Linked DNA regions of Mus musculus: region 1 is linked to region 2. Evidence: chromatin contacts called from public HiChIP or PLAC-seq data. All regions are on one chromosome and are shown on one strand. The core of a region is the stretch at or near the end of the contact, and the rest is flanking DNA. Distances in the headings are between cores, read along the strand shown.

The links. HiChIP or PLAC-seq counts read pairs in DNA pulled down with a chosen protein or histone mark.
Region 1: an H3K27ac HiChIP or PLAC-seq map of embryonic stem cells shows a contact between it and region 2, with 6 read pairs. The contact joins the promoter of Rfxank here to the enhancer-like site in region 2. A contact is called at or near these places in 6 of 39 promoter capture datasets (the 3T3-L1 cell line, the C10 cell line, hematopoietic stem and progenitor cells and 2 more), 1 of 15 datasets of contacts at CTCF or cohesin (large pre-B cells), 6 of 484 Hi-C or Micro-C datasets (CD4 T cells, the G1E-ER4 cell line, the N1E-115 cell line and 3 more), 9 of 115 datasets of contacts at active chromatin or transcription factors (the 230-238 cell line, bone marrow-derived macrophages, craniofacial prominence and 5 more) and 5 of 9 other capture datasets (adipose tissue, embryonic stem cells, liver and 2 more).

The regions. Positions count from the first base shown.
Region 1 is chr8:70,137,677-70,142,887 of GRCm38.p6, forward strand. It overlaps Rfxank (regulatory factor X-associated ankyrin-containing protein), which reads right to left and starts at 1,521. Exons shown (of 9, transcript NM_011266.2): 1 at 1,245-1,521; 2 at 353-547. The coding sequence starts at 539. It overlaps Gm45929 (predicted gene, 45929), which reads left to right and starts at 1,823. Exons shown (of 9, transcript NM_001310055.1): 1 at 1,823-2,096. Borcs8 (BLOC-1 related complex subunit 8) reads left to right here and starts at 1,823. Exons shown (of 6, transcript NM_001145552.2): 1 at 1,823-2,096; 2 at 4,188-4,300; 3 at 4,798-4,862. The coding sequence starts at 2,060.
Region 2 is chr8:70,010,460-70,015,393 of GRCm38.p6, forward strand. It overlaps Mau2 (MAU2 sister chromatid cohesion factor), which reads right to left. Exons shown (of 19, transcript NM_001376946.1): 19 at 4,068-4,934. It also overlaps the pseudogene Gm7730. Among named protein-coding and RNA genes, the nearest start is that of Mau2, 30 kb to the right of the region's middle. Within about 2 kb of position 2,147, at least 30 of the 459 cell types and tissues checked have an H3K27ac peak or open chromatin away from gene starts, as enhancers often do. A contact at or near this core is called in the G1E-ER4 cell line and embryonic stem cells, where this site is marked.

The DNA of each region.
Region 1 (5,211 bases), core at 271-2,770, 130 kb after region 2:
TATATATACACATATATATGTATATATTTTGGGGGGGGGTTGAGACAGGGTTTCTCTGTGTAGCCTTGGCTATCCTGGAACTCACTCTGTAGACCAGGCTGGCCTCAAACTCAGAGATCCACCTGCCTCTGCTTCCCAAGTGCTGGAATTAAAGGCGTGCGCCACCACGCCCAGCAGGAATATATATTTTATATATACTTCTACATACATGTACCATATTACACACACACACACACACACACATACACGACAATAAAAATAACCTAGGAGGGTGGAGGGGAAGAGTGATGAAAGCAGAGATGTGGTCTGGAACTTGACAGTCTCCCTCACCAGAGCCCAGAGTGGTTCTCACCCTGCAGTGAGGATGCACTGGCATCTGCTTCAGGATTCACAGCGTCTGGGGTGCAGGGGAACAGGCTGAGGACGACAGTGTCTGAGTTCTCTGGGGACTCATCTCTGGTGTCCTCAGGATCCTCTAGGTCAGGAACAGGAGGTTGCTGGTTTGGGACAAGGTTCTCTGCAACCTGAGTGGGCTCCATGGAGGAAGCTGGAGTGAAGAGATGACAGTAATTAGCCAAATCTCGTGGTCCCCAAGATGGCTCAGTTGGTAAAGGCGCTTGTCACCAAGTCAGATGACCCAATTTTGATTCCAGGAACCCACAGGGTGGAGGGAAAAAACTGACCCTGGTAAATTGTCCTCTGACCTCCACACCAAACCCACAGCACAGCCTGCCCACAAAATAAATGAATAAATGAGTTCTTATCTGGGGCTGGAGCTTGGTTAGGTGGGGCATGATAGTGCACACCTTTAGTCCTAGTACTTGGGAGGCAGAGGCAGGTAGATCCCTTTGAGTTCAAGACTAGCCTAGTCTAAATAGTGAATTCCAGGACAGCCATGGTCTGCATATTGAGCCTTGCTTTATGACGCCGGGAAAACTGTGGCTTTAGATAAATATCATTGTTAATAAATTAACACCAGAAGCCAAGGCAATAAAATGAGGGTTCTGGCAGCAGTCTGGGTTCCAATCACTTACAAGCTATAAAAACCTAGTCTATGACTAAGCTGAGCCTCATTCCCTCGTTAATAAGGTGAAGATGTAAGGCCTCAGAGAGGTCATATCAGAAAACATCATAGAGAGATACTAATGTCAAACTTATCAATGTCCCACTGTGGTTATTTGGGCCGGAATCCCCCAAAATGACTTAGGACTCAACAAAAGATGCGACGTGTAAGATCCACTCACCTCCCTCCAGCCTCCTCTGTGTCCCTACGCTGCCAGCCTTGGTCTTCCAAAACTCAGGAAGCTCTGTTCACAAACTTTTCTGGTTCAGTAGATCTCGTAAAGAGCAAGTTGGTGACCAGACGCTCAGTTCTCTAGCTTCCTCTCCTGGGACATAGAGCAGCAACTTAATACGCGACGACTACTCCTACTGGAAAACTCCTCCACTGCGCCTGCGCACCCTTGCCCTGCAAAAGTACCAAAAAATAAAAAATAAAAACCCGAAGCTGCTTCTAGCGCTTTAAGACTGGAGGGAGGAGCGTGGCTTCCGCTGAGGCCAATGGGTACAGTGGCGCATGCGCACGCTATCCTTCCTAAAGGGCTGAAGGAGCCTTAGACTCGCTGAAGATTTTATTGCGCGTGCGCTTCCCCGCCCCATGCACCGCCCCCTCCTGTCTGCCCCAATCGGATCCACAGACGGTGGGAGGGCGGAGCATTTGCCCCACGGGGCGGAGACACATGGGCGGGACTTGTCAAATTTAAAGAGACCGAATATTATTGTTACTTTGTCCATAACAATTTCCCTGCCCTGGTCCCTGAGAATTATCTGTACGTGTAGCAGGGAGTCCTTGACGAGGCATACTATAACATCAAGAAATCTCTATCCTCCCGACACGCTCGCATAGGACTGCCTCCTTCCGTCTATCTCGTGTCTGAATAGAAGTTACCTCGTAAGAGGAGCCAGCGCACAGGACGCCAGAACCCATACCTGAACGTTTAAACGTCTCAACCTCCCGACTTCCGCTTCCGGTTTCTGGGCTCTGCTGGCTGCCTTCACTATGGAAGAACCTGAGATGCAGCTGAAGGGAAAGAAAGGTGTTGCGGGACCCTAGAGGGGTTGGAGGGGCCTAGAGAGGGCAACGCGGGAAGGTACATGACAAAGAGCCGCCGTAGACCTCCCGGCCTGCGGGGTTCGATGGAAAAGGGAGGCCGGTGTCTCCCGCCGGGAGGTGTTGTGATGTATAATGATCCCGGGCAGGAAAAGGCTCTTTTCTACTTCTGAGATAAGGTCCCGGGATGTAACCCTGGCTATATTGGAACTCGCTGTGTAGACCGGGATGGTCTCAAACCTCTCTGCCTTCTGAGAGTTGGAATTAAAAGCAGAATCCATCCAGGTCCCTGCTCAGTGTAATGTGGTTTTTAGCCTGTGAATACGTAAAGGAGTATGTGGGCTTGGTGGCGCAATACTCTAATCCTCTCTTCTCAAGAGACAAGAAATTGAAGGCCAGTTTGGTCTGCACATTGAAACTCAAATCTCGAGAGAAGAGCTGGGGCTTTAGCTCAGTCGTAAACACTTTGACCAGCGCATTCAAAGCTCTGGGTTTGATCCCCGACACTGCAAAATATATTAAGGACCAGATAAGTAGATTATTTTCTTTAGCTGATGGGAGCCCTGCGTGGTAAGAGGAGTTGGTGTCATCTGCCACCATTAGCCTGGTCAGAGCTTGTCTGATACAGGAAGGAGTGGGGGATGAAGGGGACTGAAGTTGGAAGCAACAGGATCCTTGATGGATGGAGCAGGAAGAATAGAGATTTCCTGACTGGGAAAGCTGTTGGTCAAAGTCTACCCTGGGATGATGGTTTTGGTGCAGTTGACTTGTGGTAGGAACATGAGTTCTGGAGTAAAGGAAACAGGCTTAACAGGAACTTGAATGGATTCTGCAGAGGGCAGCCTTAGCAGGCATGTTTCTGGAACAGGGCCTGTGATATACCTCAGAGCTGTTCCCACACAGCAAGGGACGTGGCCTTCCACATCATTCCTGCCACAGAGTAGAGGCCTCACGAGATTGTGGACTTTAGGCACCTTTGAGTTCTGTGTTCATCCTCTGGGCAGCTGGATATGGTGGTACATGCTTCTCTTCCCTTGGGAGCACTTGGGAGGCAAAGGCAGGCAGAGGAATTGCTGTGAGTTAAGGACAGCTTAGTCAACACAGTGAGTTACAGGGAATCCAGAGCTACTAGATTCTAGTATGATGTTCCATACTGCTCTCCAGTATGCTCCAGTTATAAAGGGGGAGGGAAGCTGTCAGTGGCTTTAGTACCATCCACCAATGTCCTCTGAAAGTGGGTCTGGGGAGAGAAGATTGTGAGTTCATGTGTTTGCTGATGCCCCCTTGAGTTAGGCCTTGCTGTCTAGAGACCATCCCTGGACCTGCAGATGACAGTTAAAGTGGTGCACCCTGGCGGCTCCTCTCTAACTCCTGTTGGGCTCAGAGATTGAACAATCAGGAGTGTAATGTGGGTGGGCCTTAGCTGGCAGAGTGTTGCCTGGCATGCATGAAACCCTGGGTTATATGTCCAGCACTGAATAAACTAGGTATGGTGTCACACATCTGCAGTCCCAGCACTCAGGAGATGGAGGCAGGAAGATTAGGAGTTCAAAGTCATTCTTGCTTACAGAAAACTAAAGTCTAGGGGGCTGGTGAGATGGCTCAGTGGGTAAGAGCACCCGACTGCTCTTCCGAAGGTCCGGAGTTCAAATCCCAGCAACCACATGGTGGCTCACAACCATCTGTAATGAGATCTGACTCCCTCTTCTGGAGTGTCTGAAGACAGCTACAGTGTACTTACATATAATAAATAAATCTTTAAAAAAAAAAAAAAAAAGAAAAAGAAAAAGAAAACTAAAGTCTAGCCTGGGCTGGAGATCCAATTTTTTTTTTTTTAAATGTTAGAGAATTGTCTCAGTGGTTAAGAGTGCTTAGTGATCTTACAGATGCCTAAGCTCAATGTGATTGGTTCCTACATTCACAATGAACAGGTCACAACCTCCCGTCAATCCAGCTCTAGCCTCAAACTGGCACTCAGTCACATGCAGAGACACTTACATACATACACATAACTCAAAATAAAATAAATACTTATTAAATTATTAAATACTTATTAAAATTCCCTTATTAAACACAGTCACAGACAAGTTCACCGAGAGTGTCTATGTCCTTGCCAACGAGCCGTCAGTGGCCCTGTACCGGCTACAGGAACATGTGCGCCGTTCACTGCCAGAGCTGGCCCAGCACAAGGTGAGTTCTGCCAGCCCTGCCGAGGATCTCCCCCAGGTCCACTCACAGCTCCTGAGCAGGAGTGGAGTGCTATCCACAGAGGGTATGAACTCAAAGCAGAGGCCCTGGTGAGATGAGCTGTAGCAGCTGCATCAGGGGGACAATGTAGGGAACAGCCCTTGATGGCTTTTGAAAGAGATGGTCTGGTCTGTGTTAGTAACCAGCGAGGTGAGGGAAGAGCCCAGGGAAGGGTGTGCCACACAGAAGGAATTGACTTTGCAGGTCTTGAGGCCTTCCAGTCACACAGAGCCCCAGAGGAGAGAGGGCTGCCAGAGGAAAAGACTCTGTGGTCTAAGCAAGGAGTAGGAAGGGCCCTACCAGGATATCTAGGAGGATAGGGAATTCAGGAAGGCTTGGAGAGAGAGAGTAACTCAGCTTGGGGGGAAATGGGGGGATTGTATATAGCACTGGCTCCCATAGAGCCTTCCCTACTAACACCTGCCCCCCAACCCCTGCAGGCTGACATGCAGAGATGGGAAGAGCAGAGCCAGGGCGCCATATACACCGTGGAGTACGCCTGCAGGTGAGATCCACATCCATTACAGGGCAGAGGGCACGGCTCCCAGTCTCCAACCCCCATTGCAGTCTCCAGCCCCCATTGCAGCACAGCCGTAACACCTCTGACGGTCCCGCAGTTTTCTTGGGGAGCTTAGGGACGTGACTATTTGCCTCTGGCTTGGGGTAAGTGATGGATAGCTCATTAGATAAAGTCCCCTGTGTACAAATTCTCTCTGAAGCACCCCTGTTGACAGTTGATGGGCACCTGTAATTCTAGCTCTGAGAAGTCAGCAGAATGCCTGAACTGGCTCCTCTAGAGAGCTAGTCCTGTTGGTGAATTCCTAGTTAAGTGAGAGACTCTTGCCTCAAATTAG
Region 2 (4,934 bases), core at 897-3,396:
AAAGATGATCCATCCTGTCAGTGGGATGAAGAGCTCCGTCCAGAAACCCATCAGTAGTGCTGAAAAGGATTCTGGTTTCTTCATGTCTACTCGTACATCCAGTCATGGGCACAAGACTTGTAGTCGATCAGTTCTTCGGGCTTAAACCACAGATGGATCTTTCTCAGCACTCTCCACTTAATCACTGCCATGAATGATGTTCCTGCCAACTTGAATGCAGAAATCCCCACGGATAGTGCCTGGTTTTGAATCAGCTGGATTGGTCTCCCCCAGCATCACTCGGCCCGTTTTCACCACATTGAGCCCCTCCCAGACCATGGCCACCACGGGCCCCCGAGTTCATGTACTTCACCAGCCCCGGGAAGAAAGGACGGTCTTTCAGGTCGATGTAATGCTGCTTCAGGTGTTCTTCAGAGGCCCGAAGGAACTTCATGGCCACCAGGCGGAACCCCTTCTGCTCAATCATTTGATGATCTCGCCCACCAGGCCGCGCTGCACGCCATCTGGCTTGATGGCAATGAAGGTACACTCGAGGTTGGCCATGGTCCGAAAGCCGGTGGGTCAGCTGGTGTCTGCGATGAGCGACAGAAGCAAAGAGCTAAATCTTTTTTTTTTTTTTAATTTTATTTATTATATGTAAATACACTGTAGCTGTCCTCAGACACTCCAGAAGAGGGCATCAGATCTCATTAGGGATGGTTGTGAGCCACCATGTGGTTGCTGGGATTTGAACTTAGGACCTTTGGAAGAGCAGTCAGTGCTCTTAACCGGTGAGCCATCTCTCCAGCCCGAGCTAAATCTTTTTTTAAAAAATAGAATTATATGTGTATATGTACTCTGGCTGACTTCAGACACATCAGAAGAGAACATTGGATCCCATTACAGATGGTTGTAAGTCGCCATGTGGTTGCTGGGAATTAAGCTCAGGACCTCCGGAAGAACAGTCAGTGATCTTAACCACTGAACCATCTCTCCAGCACAAGTGTGTCTTTTATCCAGAAACTAAATGGTCTAAGGCAAGGTAAAAACACCAGATTGGGATTAAAAATTTCTACAACACATGTGAAAGGATTAGAGGAAGGTGGATTTGGAATGACCTGGTTGGAGGAGGTAGAGTGGGAGGAGAGAGAAAGCATCCATGAGGGAAGATGAATGATGCACACAAGGCTAGGAGAAACAGTATCTGGGGTACACTGCTGGGAAAGTAGCCAACAGGTAAAACAGTAGATTAGGGTTACCCCCTAGTAATTGTCAAAGCCAAATAAAATAACCATAGTCTGAGTCTCATTTAATTATAAGCTAGTCAGGGACAAGCTAAAGTTGTCTGTACACATCTCCTCCTTCTCCCATTACAGTATCCCATTTGCCTCTAAGTTTCCCCATCTACCATGTTGGGTCCTTGTTACATTTTGGGAGTTCCATGTCCCCTCAGTTGAAGAGGCACCTGCTGAGCAAACCTGATGGCCTGAGTGTGATTACTCAAGCCCATCTAGCAGGGCAGTGGTGGCACATGCCTTTAATCCCAGTACTTGTAAGGCAGAGGCAGGCAGATTTCTGACTATATGAAGTTAAGGTTAGCCTGTCATACTGAGCAAGTTCGAGGCAGCCTGGTCTACAAAGTGAGTTCCAGGACAGCCAGGACTATACAGAAAAACCATGTCTCGAACTCAAGCGGCAGAAAGCAGAGGGACTTTATGAAGTTAAGGTTAGCCTGTCATACTGAGCAAGTTCAAGCCAGCCTGGTCTACAAAGTGAGTTCCAGGACAGCCAGGGCTTTACAGAGAAACCCTGTCTTGAAACAAACAAACAAACCCTGAAGCCCATCTACAGTTGTTAGAGAATCAACTACACAGAGTTGTCCTCTGATATCTGCCACACACACTTCCTCAATAACAGTATATGTATTTCAAAGTTCCCTCTCTGAGGGAGGGGTCCGATGTGTCTAAAGAATTTCCATTTTCCCAGCGCCTTGGCAAAGAGCTGCTCTGCAAATGTCTATCTAGTCACGGAGGCAATATCATGCTGACACCTGGGACACCCTGGGCCTTTTCTTGGCTGATTTGGCAAGTCACAGGAAACTGACAGGCCCTGTGGAGGTCTTAGCCTGGACATGTCTGTGCTGAGGTGACAGCTCCATACTGCCACCCTCATTAGCACTGAGTCCCCTAGAATTTCTGGGATTGACTCAGGCTAGGGTTTGTGGCTTTGACACTGAAAAGAATTTTGTGACTAGCCAGTTTATGAATCACAGTTGTAGATTTTATTAAAGATATGTATCTTTAAGCTGGGCATAGTGGCTTACACCATTAATCCCCGGACTCAAGAGGCAGAAAGCAGAGGGACTTTATGAAGTTAAGGTTAGCCTGTCATACTGAGCAAGTTCAAGCCAGCTAGGGCTACATAGACCATGTGGTAATAAATAAATCTTTTAAAGTTTATTATTATTCTTATATGTATGCACATCTATGTGGGTATGTACATGTGTATGCAGTCACCTCTTGAGGCCAGAAGAGGGCATAGGGTCATGTGGAGCACTAGACATATATTGACACATACCTGTCAGCTCTCAAGTTACATCTCTAAGGTTGCTAAAGAAATTTTCCCCCCAACCCCCCTCTTAAAAACAGTTACATGTACTGGGCTGAAGAGACTGTTCAACAGTTAAGGGCACATACTGCCTTTCCAGGGGACTTGATTTTTGGCTTACAACTGCCCATATCTCCAGGGAATTTAATAGCCTCTTCTGGCTTTCTGGGGCATTGCTTGCACACACACAAATATACATATAAATAAAAATAGATCTTTAATGCTGGGCATGGTGGCACACACCTTAAACACCACTATTGAGGAAACACAGGCAGGGAAATTTTGTGAGTTTCAGGCCAGCCAGGGTTACATGGTAAGGCTGTTTGAAGAAAAAGAAAAAACAAACAAAAACCCTCTTTATTTATTATCTATTCATTTATTTTATTTTGGTGTTTGGAGACAGGGTTTCTCTGTGTAGCCCTGGCTGTCCTGGAACTCTGTAGACCAGGCTGGCCTCGAACTCAGAAATCTGCCTGCCTCTGCCTCCGCCTCCAGAGTGCTGGGATTAAAGGCGTGCGCCACCACGCCCAGCTTCATTATTATTTTGATGTGTGCCTGCCACACAGTGCACAGAGGTCAGGTAACACATTGCAGGAATCAGTCTCCTTCCTGCACCTTGTGGGTCAGAGGGACTGAATTCAGGGGGGTGGTGTTGTAAGTACTTTGATCCACCAAGCTCTTACAGGCTCCTTCTCGAGATAGTGAGGTGGCTCTGCAGAAACGTTGAATGGGAGTATAAAACAGTACATATACATGCCCATTCCCTGTAAATGAGATTCTGGGGAAATTCCAGATTGTAACTGGGAAGGAAGGAAGGGGTAAGCTCATAGTAATTGGACTGGAATTCTTGCTTGTCTACTAGGAAAAGGGTTCAATCAGATTCCAGAGTAACAGGTTCCTTTCCCTTCGCATGTCCTTCAAGATTTCCATGTCCTTCAAGATTTCCTTTTTCTTTTTAAACTTGTTGCCATATACCTTTAATCCCATGGCTGAAGAGGCAAAAGCAGGTGGATTTCTGAGTTCCAGGCCAGTCTGGTTTCAGGACAGCCAGACCACACAGAACACTGTGTAGGCTTAGTTTTTTCAAAACCTACTTTTAATAAGGGTTCTTAAATGCTTTAACCTTCCTTCTAGCCCACCAGAGGTAGTAGAAAGGAAAGGTTATTAGGATATCAGGGAAGTGGACCTGTTTAGAAATAGTTCTTTGGAGCAAATCCCTTCTGCTTGTCAGGATACATACCAGCAGTCCAGTTCAGTAGAATCAAGATTGCAAACATGAATCAGCAGTGGTGGCACAGCCTAGCAGAAATAGCCAGTCCTCAGCTGAACTGGCAGGAGTCAGTAAGAGTGACCAGGAACAGCAGGGATACCAAAGGTTCTCTGCTGTGCCTCTCAACAAAGTTAAGATCAAAGAAGCATGAGACCAACAAAGTGTTGCAAAGCTAGCTATGCAAGCCCCACCTCCCGAACTCCAGTCACTGTCCAGTTGAGTCATTTTTATTCTCTCTCCAAACATCTTGTGCTCTCCCATGGTTGGTACCTCAGCAAAACTCCATAGGAGTCTGTACCAGCTGACATCAATCAGCTCAAGTCTGAGGAAACAGAAGCCACCAGAACATCACCAGAATATTCTTGGTTATGAAGTCACAACAAACGATGTTTAAGGAATAGCAAAGTGTACTGATACCATCCAGCATAGTCCATGGTCTGTTGGCTCCCTACCTCCATGCGTCCTTTCATATTTGCTTTAGCAAAACATCCTTTCACCTGTGTCCCCTTCAGGAAAACACTCCTTCACATGTCTGACCCAGAACATACCATCAGACACAACTTGCTTCCCAAAGAAACTTCACACTGCTTCGAAAAAGTGTATGTATGTGTGCATGTATGTATGTTTTATTCACATGTATGTCTGTGTACCACAAGCATACCCATAGACACCAGAACATTGGCTCCATGGGTACTGGAGTTACAAGTGGATCAGTTTAAACACTTCAATTCTGTGCCTTTCTAACCCTTCAGTCTGGCTACTCGGACTCCAGGATGAGGCCTCCAGTGTCTCTATTTAGTAGGGACATGCCTAGCTGTCCTGGACTCCTGGGTTTGTTCTGACCCTCTGGTGGCCAATGTAGAATATCCCAGGCCTCATGGGAGAACACCCAGAGGAGGATGGCCAGAGTGCACTTCACCACAGTGGGGAACCTAGCCTTGGGTGACATTCAGAACAGACCCCTGCCCCCTCTTTTGTTGTTGTTGTTTTAGGGAATAGGGTTTCTGACTCACCTGCAACTATGTAGACCAGGCTAGCCTCCAAATCACTGTTCTGCCTGCCTTTGAGTGTAGGGATT